2 separate regions of the Xenopus laevis genome follow, and region 1 is linked to region 2. A link is a contact called in public Hi-C data. All regions are on one chromosome and are shown on one strand. Each heading gives the region's core, a stretch centred on a gene start, on an enhancer-like site or on the middle of the called end of the contact. The rest is flanking DNA. Distances are from core to core; before and after follow the strand shown.

Region 1 (5,131 bases), core at 1,490-3,989, 40 kb after region 2:
GCAACCAAAGTGTCAGTGTATTTATTCAATGCATATTGCCGGTTCTTTGTCTCCCACAGGATGATTCAAAACCTCCTTACTCCTATGCACAGTTAATAGTCCAAGCAATTACCATGGCTCCTGACAAACAGCTCACTTTAAATGGGATCTATACTCACATAACGAAAAACTACCCATACTACAGAACAGCAGATAAAGGCTGGCAGGTAAGTTTGAGGCTATGTCTACTTCAACATTTATGTTTGCATAATTGAAACTGATTTTATTCACCTCTGGATCTGTTTGTTCTAAGTCTGGAATTTCATCTTCTTATTTTGCTCCTTTATGAAGGCTTTATGACTTGAAATCAGTTTGTTGGACTTGGCTGTAATTAACACAATGTGAATTTTTCTGTGTCCCATAGAATTCCATCCGACACAACCTTTCTTTGAACCGATACTTTATCAAAGTCCCCCGATCCCAAGAGGAGCCCGGCAAGGGTTCATTCTGGAGGATAGACCCAGCCTCAGAAAGCAAGCTAGTAGAGCAGGCGTTTAGGAAACGAAGGCCTCGAGGCGTGCCCTGTTTCAGGACTCCCCTTGGGCCGCTCTCCTCCAGGTAAGCAAGCAAGCAGATTAATCATTTTTATGTAGCTTTGCATATTTGTATGCTAGATTCTTACTGCTTGGTTGCTGCTAAACCCTTCTCTGCACATGTCATCCATTTTCATTAGAGCAAAATACAATGGCCATGTCTAGAGAAGATAAGGTTACTCCTAATCATCTGCACTGCATATGCAATTGCTTCTAGTTAGGAGCTGAACTTCCTGAAAGGTACTGCACTCGGCAGTTGACTCCACAGTGCTCTGCAGATTTACTCTGAGTTGTCTTTATGCTACTATATGTGTCTATATCGTTCGTGGTGATAATAGCCTCTGGAAAAGGACTTTGGCTATGGGATAGCAAGTAACCGTAGAGAGAGATGGTGTCTATATTAGCAGTGGGATAATGGTCCCCGGGAAGGGACTGTTACTGTAGGATAACAGGTATAGTACGGAGAGATGGTGCCTATAGTAGCAGTGGGATAATAGTCTCTGGGAAGGGACTGTGGCTTTGGCATAGCAGGTATAGTAGGGAAAGATGGTGCCTATAGTAGCAGTGAGATAATAGTCTCTGGAAAAGTACTGTAGTTGAGAAATAGCGGGTATAGTAGGGAGAGATGGTGCCCATAGTAGCAGTTGGGATAATAGTCTCTGGGATTGGACTGTCGCTGTGGGATAGTAGGTATAGTAGGGAGAGATGGTGTCTATAGTAGCAGTGGGGTTAGCCTCTGGGAAGGGACTGTGGCTGTGCAATAAAGGGTAAAGTAGGGATAGATTGTGCCTATAGTAGCAGTGGGTCAATAGTCTGGGAAGGGACTGTGGCTGTGGGATAGTAGGTATAGTAGGGACTGTGGCTGTGGGATAATAGGTATAGTAGAGAGAGATGGTGCCTATACTAGTAGTGGGATAATAGTCTCTGGGAAAGGACTGTGGTTGTGGGCTAGCAGGTATACTCGGGAGAGATGGTGCCTATAGTAGCAGTGGGGGGGGATAATAGTCTCTGGGATGGGACTATGGGATAGCAGCTATAGTAGAGAAAGATGATGCCTATAGTAGTAGTGGGATAATAGTCTCTGGGAAAGGACTGTGGCTGTGGGAAAGCAGGTATACTTGGGAGAGATGGCAGCTATAGTAGCAGTGGGATAATAGTCTCTGGGAAAGGACCGTGGCTGTGGAATAACGGGTATAGTAGGAGAGATGGTGCCTATAGTAGCAATGGGGATAATAGTCTCTGGGAAGGGAATGTGGCTGTGGAATAACGGGTTATAGTAGGGAGAGATGGTGCCTGTATATCAAGCTTTCTAGGTTTACCCACATGGCATGAAGCATTAGTCAGTGTTGTCCTATAGTCTGGCAGCTCTCCTGCTAAGTCTGTTCTGTCTTGCTGAACCTCCCACGCACATTTAGTCACTTGGTTTAATAGCACTTGCTATCTGGTAGCAGAAGGTTGTGTTACATGTTATGTGCTGAAGCTGTTGTCTAGTTATCCAGCATGTAATGGCCTTCCCAAGGCAGCATAGCTCTGTGTGGGAGATGGCCGCCAGGATAGTGAGTAATAAGTAAGGAGAGACCTTAGCTCCCTCTGCTGTCTTTTATTGGTAGTACGGGAGGGACAATAGCTATAAATGTATTCTTGTGTTGTTGAGGAAGCATGCATTTGGTCAGTGAGTTGCATATGAGCCAGTATAAATGTTTATTTTTCTCCAATCTATCACTTTGGCCACAGGAGTGCACCAGCATCTCCAAATCACGCTGGAGTTTTGTCCGCTCACTCCAGTGGTCTACAGACACCAGAAAGTTTGTCCAGGGAAGGATCCCCTATCCCTCTGGAGCCCGAGCCTAGCGCTATCCAGCCAAAGCTAGCAGTGATCCAGGAAGCACGCTTTGCACAGAGCGCTCCAGGTAAGAGTCAAATGCATGCATTGATTGGCTGTGCTGCTACATAGTCTGTTGAGTTACTATTTAGAAATGTTAATTTCAGTTTCATAGGGCACAGCCTTCTGATTGCAATATTTCCTTTTGTTCAGGGTCTCCTCTCTCCAGTCAACCAGTCCTAATCACTGTGCAAAGGCAGCTCCCCCAATCCATGAAACCCGTCACTTACACAGTGGCTGCCCCAGTGACCACTGCCACATCGCAGCAGGCAGTCATGCAGACTGTACACGTCGTGCATCAGATCCCAGCCGTTTCCGTCACAAATGTAACGGGCCTGGCCCCTATCAACACCTACACTGTCGGAGGGCAAACAATGGTCACTCAGGCTGCTCTGATGGCCCAACCAAAGTTAGAGCCTCATGAGAACGGAGACCACAAAGAGGTCAAAGGTAGGTGGGCATAGTATTCTACAGTGCCCCACGTCCAAAGCTTTTGCCTAATGAGCTTGAGATGCACTTGCTATAGACAACCGATAATGTCAAGAAAATTAAAGGGGATATGGCAAAAATGAAAATTTAATATAAGCGTCAGCATACTAAAATATGAAACTTTGTAAATTAAAAATTCTGTACCGTTTCTGAAATAATCAAGTTTATCTTCACTATTCCTCTCTCAGCATCTGTTTCTCCTCATTCTGTCTTCATTCAGGAGTTGGGTGTCAGATGAATTATCAAATATACCTTATATGGGGGCTCCTTTTGCCTAGAAGATGTATTAGAGCTCCCTCTATTAAAATCACCAGAAATGCTGTCTCTCTACATGCAGAATTTGTACAAAGGGCAGTTATTTTGTTTGTACTGGAATCGGTTATTTGAGCAAGCTCTAATACATCTGCTTGGAAAGTGAGCCCCCCCATAATATTTGAATATAAACAATATAAAATATTTCAGAAACAATGCAGAATATTTAATTGATTGTATTTAGAAAAGTTTCTTACTTCAGTATGAGGAAGCTTGTATTACATTTTCATTTTCGCAATAGTTCCCCTTTAAAGACAGAAAATGAAAGGCCGACACAAATAACTAATTCTTAGGGGGAATATTAGGGGGAGTGCAATAAACCTCTTAAAGGACCAGTAACATCAAATTTCTTTTTTTAAAAAAAAAATTCATTAGTATACAACGAAAAAAAAAAAACACAAAGATAAATGAAACTTTGAAATCAGTCTTTATTAAGAAATAACTTACCTTAACTCTGCTTGCGCTCCTCTTCAGAAAATGTGATCCATTGTGCGGCACTCTATTTCTCCTCCCTGCTTTCCTTATAGGAAATAGTCAGGGAAGAGAAATCGAGCACTGCACAATGGATCGTCACACTGTCGCCTTTTCTGAAGAGGAGCGCAAGCTGAGTTTCACCTTTAAATGTGCCACTGACCTCCCGAAAATCCTGTTAAAAGAGGACTTATCTGGCATCATCTGAAAGATAAGCCATTTTTTACCTTAAGTCCTACTGTAGAGACGTAGCGGTTCCCCCCCCCCCAGACTTCCTGAACGACAACACAGACAACTGCCAATACAGCCCCATTTGCACATGCAGTACCTGTTAATAAAATGCCAGTGCAATGGAATTGGTGGCTGCCATCTCTGGCCATTTGGCGTAATTATTCAAATTTCTGGAGCATTCACTTTTAAAGTCTGGACCAGCTCAGTTTCACATATGTCTGTTCCTGGTAGCCATGGAGCTAGAAAGGAAGTGGCCAGAGATGGCAGTTTCCAGGTGATGCTTTTGCAGGTGTGCCTTTTGTTTCCTTACTCTGCTGTTCTTTATTTTCAGTTAAAGTAGAAACTATCCCTGCTATTGGTCACCCCGCACTTACCACAGCAAGTCGCATCATACAGACCTCATCGTCGGCACCCCTCCAGACGGTTACTATAGTCCAACAGACTCCTTTAGGTCAACACCAGCTCCCAATCAAAGCAGTCACACAGAACGGGACACACGTTGTACCCATCACCACTGCCATTCAAGGGCAGGTCACAACAGGTAAGAACATATTTCTGACCAGCAGCTCTCTCCTAATACTAGCTTGCCATTAACACACAGATACAGCAAATTCAATCAGTGATGCTTTCCTCAATACTAGGGAAATCCAAAGTGGCTCATTATGAGTTCTGTAGTGGAGGAGAGTTTGCCTTTAACTAATTGCTGCCTGCTAGAAGCTGAAGAATGGTATATGTGTATATGTGGCTATTAGGTGTAACTATACAGGCAGGTTTAGTGAAGCATAACTTACCTCATATGAAATATGGGACATAATAGATGGAAATTGCACCTTTTTCATATGCAGGGTTAACTTTGCACGTATTTCTCCTTAGAGTATCGTCTTCCAAGAACATTCCTTCTCTGTATATTTGGCTTTGTGCGTTTCCAGAACATTCTTTCTCTGTATGTTAGTATTCATTTCATATTGTGAGCTGCTGTATTCCTTGCCTTGGCTGAGATCACTGCGAGCTCTAAGCAGTGTAGCAGTTCTCAGTCCAGTAAAATACACACTTCTGTATAGGTACAAATATACTGTAAGGAAAGCAAATACTAAGGGAAAGACAATGGCAGCTCACACACGCGGAAATAAACATATACAGAGAAAGCAATGTCGTTGTGAAACCTTAAACTCTC
Region 2 (4,940 bases), core at 494-2,993:
TGAATCATCAGATACAGGTAGAATTCTATTGTTTCTACCTGTATATCTGACAATTCAGCTCTACACGTTTGTATTGAAACCAATGATCTTTCTTGGAAAGATTGTAAATTGTCACGTTAACGCTCTCCCAACTGAGCTTTTTAAGTGGGTTGAAGTGACCTTTAGCCTGACATATGATGTGGGACAAATTCCAATGGCCTAACATTGCAGTCTTTGTATTTTATTTGTTTCATGACTGGGCCCCAGTCTGAGTGGGTTCTACAATATAAGGAAGCACAGGGATGTCCAGCCTGACTACAGCTGTGTTATTACTACACTCCCAGCCTCCCCCACAGCCAAAGCAAGGCATTACTCCCAAGCTTACATGGAACACAGCAGCCCAGGGAACCAATACACCCCACAATTCTGCAGCTGCTGTTCCCACATCTTCCAACAACCATAGACGAGGGCCCACCGAACTCTGGAGCTGACTTTCCAGCTATTGTTGTTGAACTACAGCTCCCCTAATTGGAGCAGCCTCAATGCACAGCACCATGGGCGCAGCATTGACATTTGTACTCAGCTGTTACAATTACCCCTTAGAATCTGGGGGTTCGGGCAAATGCCACCCTACCCTTCCCCGTACCTATGCATTATAGGAAGGGTTGCCACTGGCTGGTATTTTACCGGCCTGTAGAGTTGCCACGTTTTCGGGGGAAAAAATACCGGCCTTCCTATATATTTATCTTTTTTCCCTATTGATAACATTGGGATCAACCATAATTTTTACCGGCCAGGCCCAGGATTAGATGGGGGGTTTGGGGCCCAGCGGGGCTATTGCCCCAGGGCCCCCCTGCTGCTCCGGAGCGGCGCATCTCTCCATACGCAAGTGGTGCCGGCTTTGTACATATGCGTGCAGTGTGACGTCAGTTTGCACGCGCGTCTCGCCGTCAGTAGGCACACGCAAAACTTTTATTTCACCGCGGCCCCCCACAAAGAGGGGTTTGCAACACTAAGAGGCAGTTCTGGGCCGGAGGGTCCCACCAAGTTTTTTCCCGGTGTCCCTCTGGCCCAATCCGACACTGGCCAGGCCTGTAAAATACCGGCCAGGTGGCAACCCTATCGGCCTGTCCGGTAAAAATGATGGTTGATCCCAATGTTATCAATAGGGAAAAAAGATAAATAAATAGGAAGGCCGGTATTGTTTTTGCAGAAAACGTGGCAACCCTACTTACAGAGGATCATTTCTATATGTATTACATAAAATCGAAGTAACTTTATTACAACAGAGTTAATTCGAGGTAACACGTGGGGAAAAAAAAAAACCACGCCCTCCGATTTTCCCGGCATGCCCCTGGAGTCTGGTTCATAGTTCTATGCGGATACGGTCGCTCCACGAACTACCGCTGGATGGAACACGTTTGTTATTATTGTTTACTCTGTCTCTGTCCTTCAGAATTAGGATACACCCCGCGGCCGCCATGCTGCTCTTAAACTCCGCCTCGCTTCTCTCTTAAACTCCGCCCCGCCCACATTGCAGGCCCTCTTTCCTCGGCCCTCCTAAGCCTACTCAAACTCCGCCCTCTGCCGTCACAGCGCAACCAAGTTTCCACCACGCCCCCTCCGCCCTTGTCAATTCTCAGCGCGTCTCAACCAAACATGAAAGCTCCGCCCTCCTCGCCTTCTCTCCCTGACATCTTCCCTGAGGCGGTCCTTCCTATTGGATACCGCTCGCTCTGCAAGTTCGGTTGCGCCTGGCCTCCCCCCCTTTTTTTTTTTTCTCCCTTTTCTCTTGCTGGCTTTACGGGGTCGGAGCCGCCGCCGGAGCTCCCGTCACCTCCGGTCCCCTCCCTCTCCCCCCGCGCGCAAGATGGCGATCGCGGTGAGCGGGGTTGCGGTGCCGGTTGTAGCCCGGCTGGAGGGCCGCGAGTTCGAGTATTTGATGAAGAAGCGCTCGGTGACCATAGGCCGCAACTCGTCGCAGGGCTGTGTAGATGTCAGCATGGGCCACTCTAGCTTCATCTCCCGACGCCATCTGGAGATTTTCACTGGCGGCAGCGGAGATGGGGACGACGCAGACGTCGGAGACTTCTACCTGCGATGTCTGGGCAAGAACGGAGTCTTCGTGGATGGGGTGTTCCAAAGGAGAGGGGCCCCACCGCTGCAACTACCCCGAGTGTGAGTCACGTGGGGGGCTGTTTGTAAGCAGAGGGGGAGGGGCTGTGACAGGAGGGGGAGGGGTCCGGGGGTAACTTGGTTGCGTCATTGCGGGGTACAAATAACTGCCCCGGGGGTTAGTTCGTGTGGCGCATTGGCTCATATTGGTCGTCATGACAATCTCATATTACGACTCATCCACAACTTTTAGAAGTTGAATAATTTCTAGCAGTATATATATATATATATATATTGCATCTTCCTTAGGCCCAGGTCTGCCTGAGATTCCTCTATTATTGGTAGACACATGGGCCGTGGGAATTTGCAGCTGTGACGTGTAGTCTTTACTGGGGGGTAGTGTATCTTGTCAGGGGGTAGCCTTGTTCTGTTGTGTCTGGCAATCCCAGTTGGGGGTTAAATGAAGACTTGTTGCCCTCTTCTGGCAAGTGTCAGCTGAGGCATGCTGGGAAGTTTGTTGGTAAACAACTGGAGGATTGGAAGTGCCACTACGTCTCGCACCCTCCTTTTATTGGTCTCTGAACGTGTTATTCCCACAAGTGTATTGATCTGGGCAAATGTAGATGTTCAGTGGGAAGGACTCCGTCATTTACTTCCCCAGGAGTTTGACTATTAATGATTTATGTGGCAGTTAGTGATGTGCCCTGCAGTTGGTCTCTGGCAGCCGGGCGGTGATTGGGCAAGGGATCATTTTATGTTTTTAAATTGGATGTTATTGACTAATACAAGGCCTGTGAGGCCCCCGAAACGTTGCCCTTTGTCTACTTGAATTGGAGCCAATAAATGCCACGAATAGAAACACATTCATCTTGTCAGTGTGCCGCAGTGCTTTGGACTCTGCATTGACTAATACAAGGGTCCCAACCTTTTTATTTATTTATTCATTCATTTTTACCTGTCAGCCTTTTTTAATTATTAAAATTTGGGGAGCAACACAAGCATGACAAAAGGTTCCTAGGGGTCGCACAATAACGGCTGCAATTGGTGATTTTGTAGTCCCGATGTGGACTGGCAGAGTTTATGCCTCCGGAAGCTTGCTGCTAAGCCAGACATCTAAAGATGAACACCCCCTTTGAGGCCACTTGGAGAAACATCAGAGGATTTGGTAAATAACATGTTTCTTGTGAGTGTCTGGTTGGAGATCACTAGAGTAAGATATCAGGTGTATGCTGGTAGTGGCTTATAGAATCAGGTAATAATAGACTGGCACTGTACTGTTCATTTTATCGCGCCAGTCATTATAAAAGTATTTGTTACACGGATGACAAATGTCATGGGGTTCGAGATGTTGGCTAAGGGGAAACTGTATATTTGGATAAGTGGGAGAGGACACTAAGCCCTTTATAGAAATGCAGTTAAAGAGAGGCCTGGTTTGTATGTAAGTCCAAAGCCACCAAAACAAACTCTTGGTGCACTTTCTTCACTACGTATACTCACTCATACTTTTATTGTGTGCATCACATGGCAAGGCTACAGAATCATAGGCCATGCTGTGTTTACAATCTCCTCTTTCACAATGCACTTCTCCCACTTCCTCATGATATCTCTGTGTATGTACATAGCATATAATAGTGCAAGAGCTGCAAAATGCAGCGTCGGCCAGCGTGGATATATATATATATATATATATATATATATATATATATATATATATATATATATAGTTCAAGAGGACCCGCACTCCTTGGTTATTGAACCAAAAATATCTTTATTTTTCAAACTTGTGCAGGATGCACAATTTTGAAAAATAAAGATATTTTTGGTTCACTAACCAAGGAGTGCGGGTCCTCTTGAACTCTACATAAATACTTTGACCCTGCACCCACGTTTATGGAAGACTGGTTCAGAGTGCAAGCGTCTGATTCAGGTCAAATACACATACACTTTTGATTTGTAAACGTAAAGAAAATACACAAAAAGGAAATACAACACCAGTTGGATAACCAGATGGAGCTATACACTGGAATATGGGACACCTGGATATTAAATAGACTTATTATTATATCATTATTACTAACTGGGCAATGGACAGAGTCCCTCCCCCCTCCTCCTATATCCTTTGCAACATGATGTTTCCTCTGGAACCAAGCGTTTCAAGCTGGGCCGCATTCATATCCATCCCTCGGCCGCAGGTTGGACACCCCTGCTGTAAGCAAATTGTAACTGAGAAAATGTTATCAATATTATAAGAAATTAAATATAATTAAATATATAAATATTCGAATTAAATATATATATATATATATATATATATATATATATATATATATATATATATATATATATATATATATATATATATATATAAATATAAATAAAGATAAACACGGAGGAGCACACCCTATAAACTTGTTTAGCAACTAGCCCGGTTGCTGGTAAATAAAGTAACATTGTAGTTGCATGGAAACAAATTCAGTCACTGCTGCCTTTGGCTAGTTGCTTCCTATTTGCCCCTTTAAGATACTCGTTCCCTCATTCTGTGCCTCAGAGTATAAAGGGCGCAGCAGCTCCTTGCCCCCGAGGGGAGTGAGAGGTGTAAGTGAAGGCTGCGTGCTGCCCATATTTAGCATTGCTGTGTTTTGGTTATGATGCTACAATCAGATAGCAGCCTGCTGAGGGGGAGGGGCCTTAATGCCATTCACATAAACACAAACTGCAGCAAGTTTTAGTAGTCCTTGACACTTTGTACACTGCTGATGAAAGGTCGCCGTGTTTTCTCTCTGTATCCGAGGGGTGGTGTTTTTCCACTTGATAGCAGGACGGTTGATGATCGTGTTTGGGACAGG

What was found. Hi-C and Micro-C count contacts between places; a contact is called where the count stands out from the background.
Region 1: a Hi-C map of the XTC cell line shows a contact between it and region 2, with 4 times the contacts expected there. The contact joins the enhancer-like site here to the promoter of foxk2.S in region 2. A contact is called at or near these places in 3 of 4 Hi-C or Micro-C datasets (the XL177 cell line, the XTC cell line and animal cap).

Annotation. Positions count from the first base shown.
Region 1 is chr9_10S:43,453,457-43,458,587 of Xenopus_laevis_v10.1, forward strand. It overlaps foxk2.S (forkhead box protein K2-like), which reads left to right. Exons shown (of 9, transcript XM_018238565.2): 4 at 60-206; 5 at 404-597; 6 at 2,307-2,482; 7 at 2,608-2,904; 8 at 4,289-4,498. Among protein-coding and RNA genes, the nearest start is that of wdr45b.S, 27 kb to the right of the region's middle. Within about 2 kb of position 2,740, at least 1 of the 7 cell types and tissues checked has an H3K27ac peak or open chromatin away from gene starts, as enhancers often do.
Region 2 is chr9_10S:43,414,789-43,419,728 of Xenopus_laevis_v10.1, forward strand. It overlaps foxk2.S (forkhead box protein K2-like), which reads left to right and starts at 1,744. Exons shown (of 9, transcript XM_018238565.2): 1 at 1,744-2,157. The coding sequence starts at 1,850.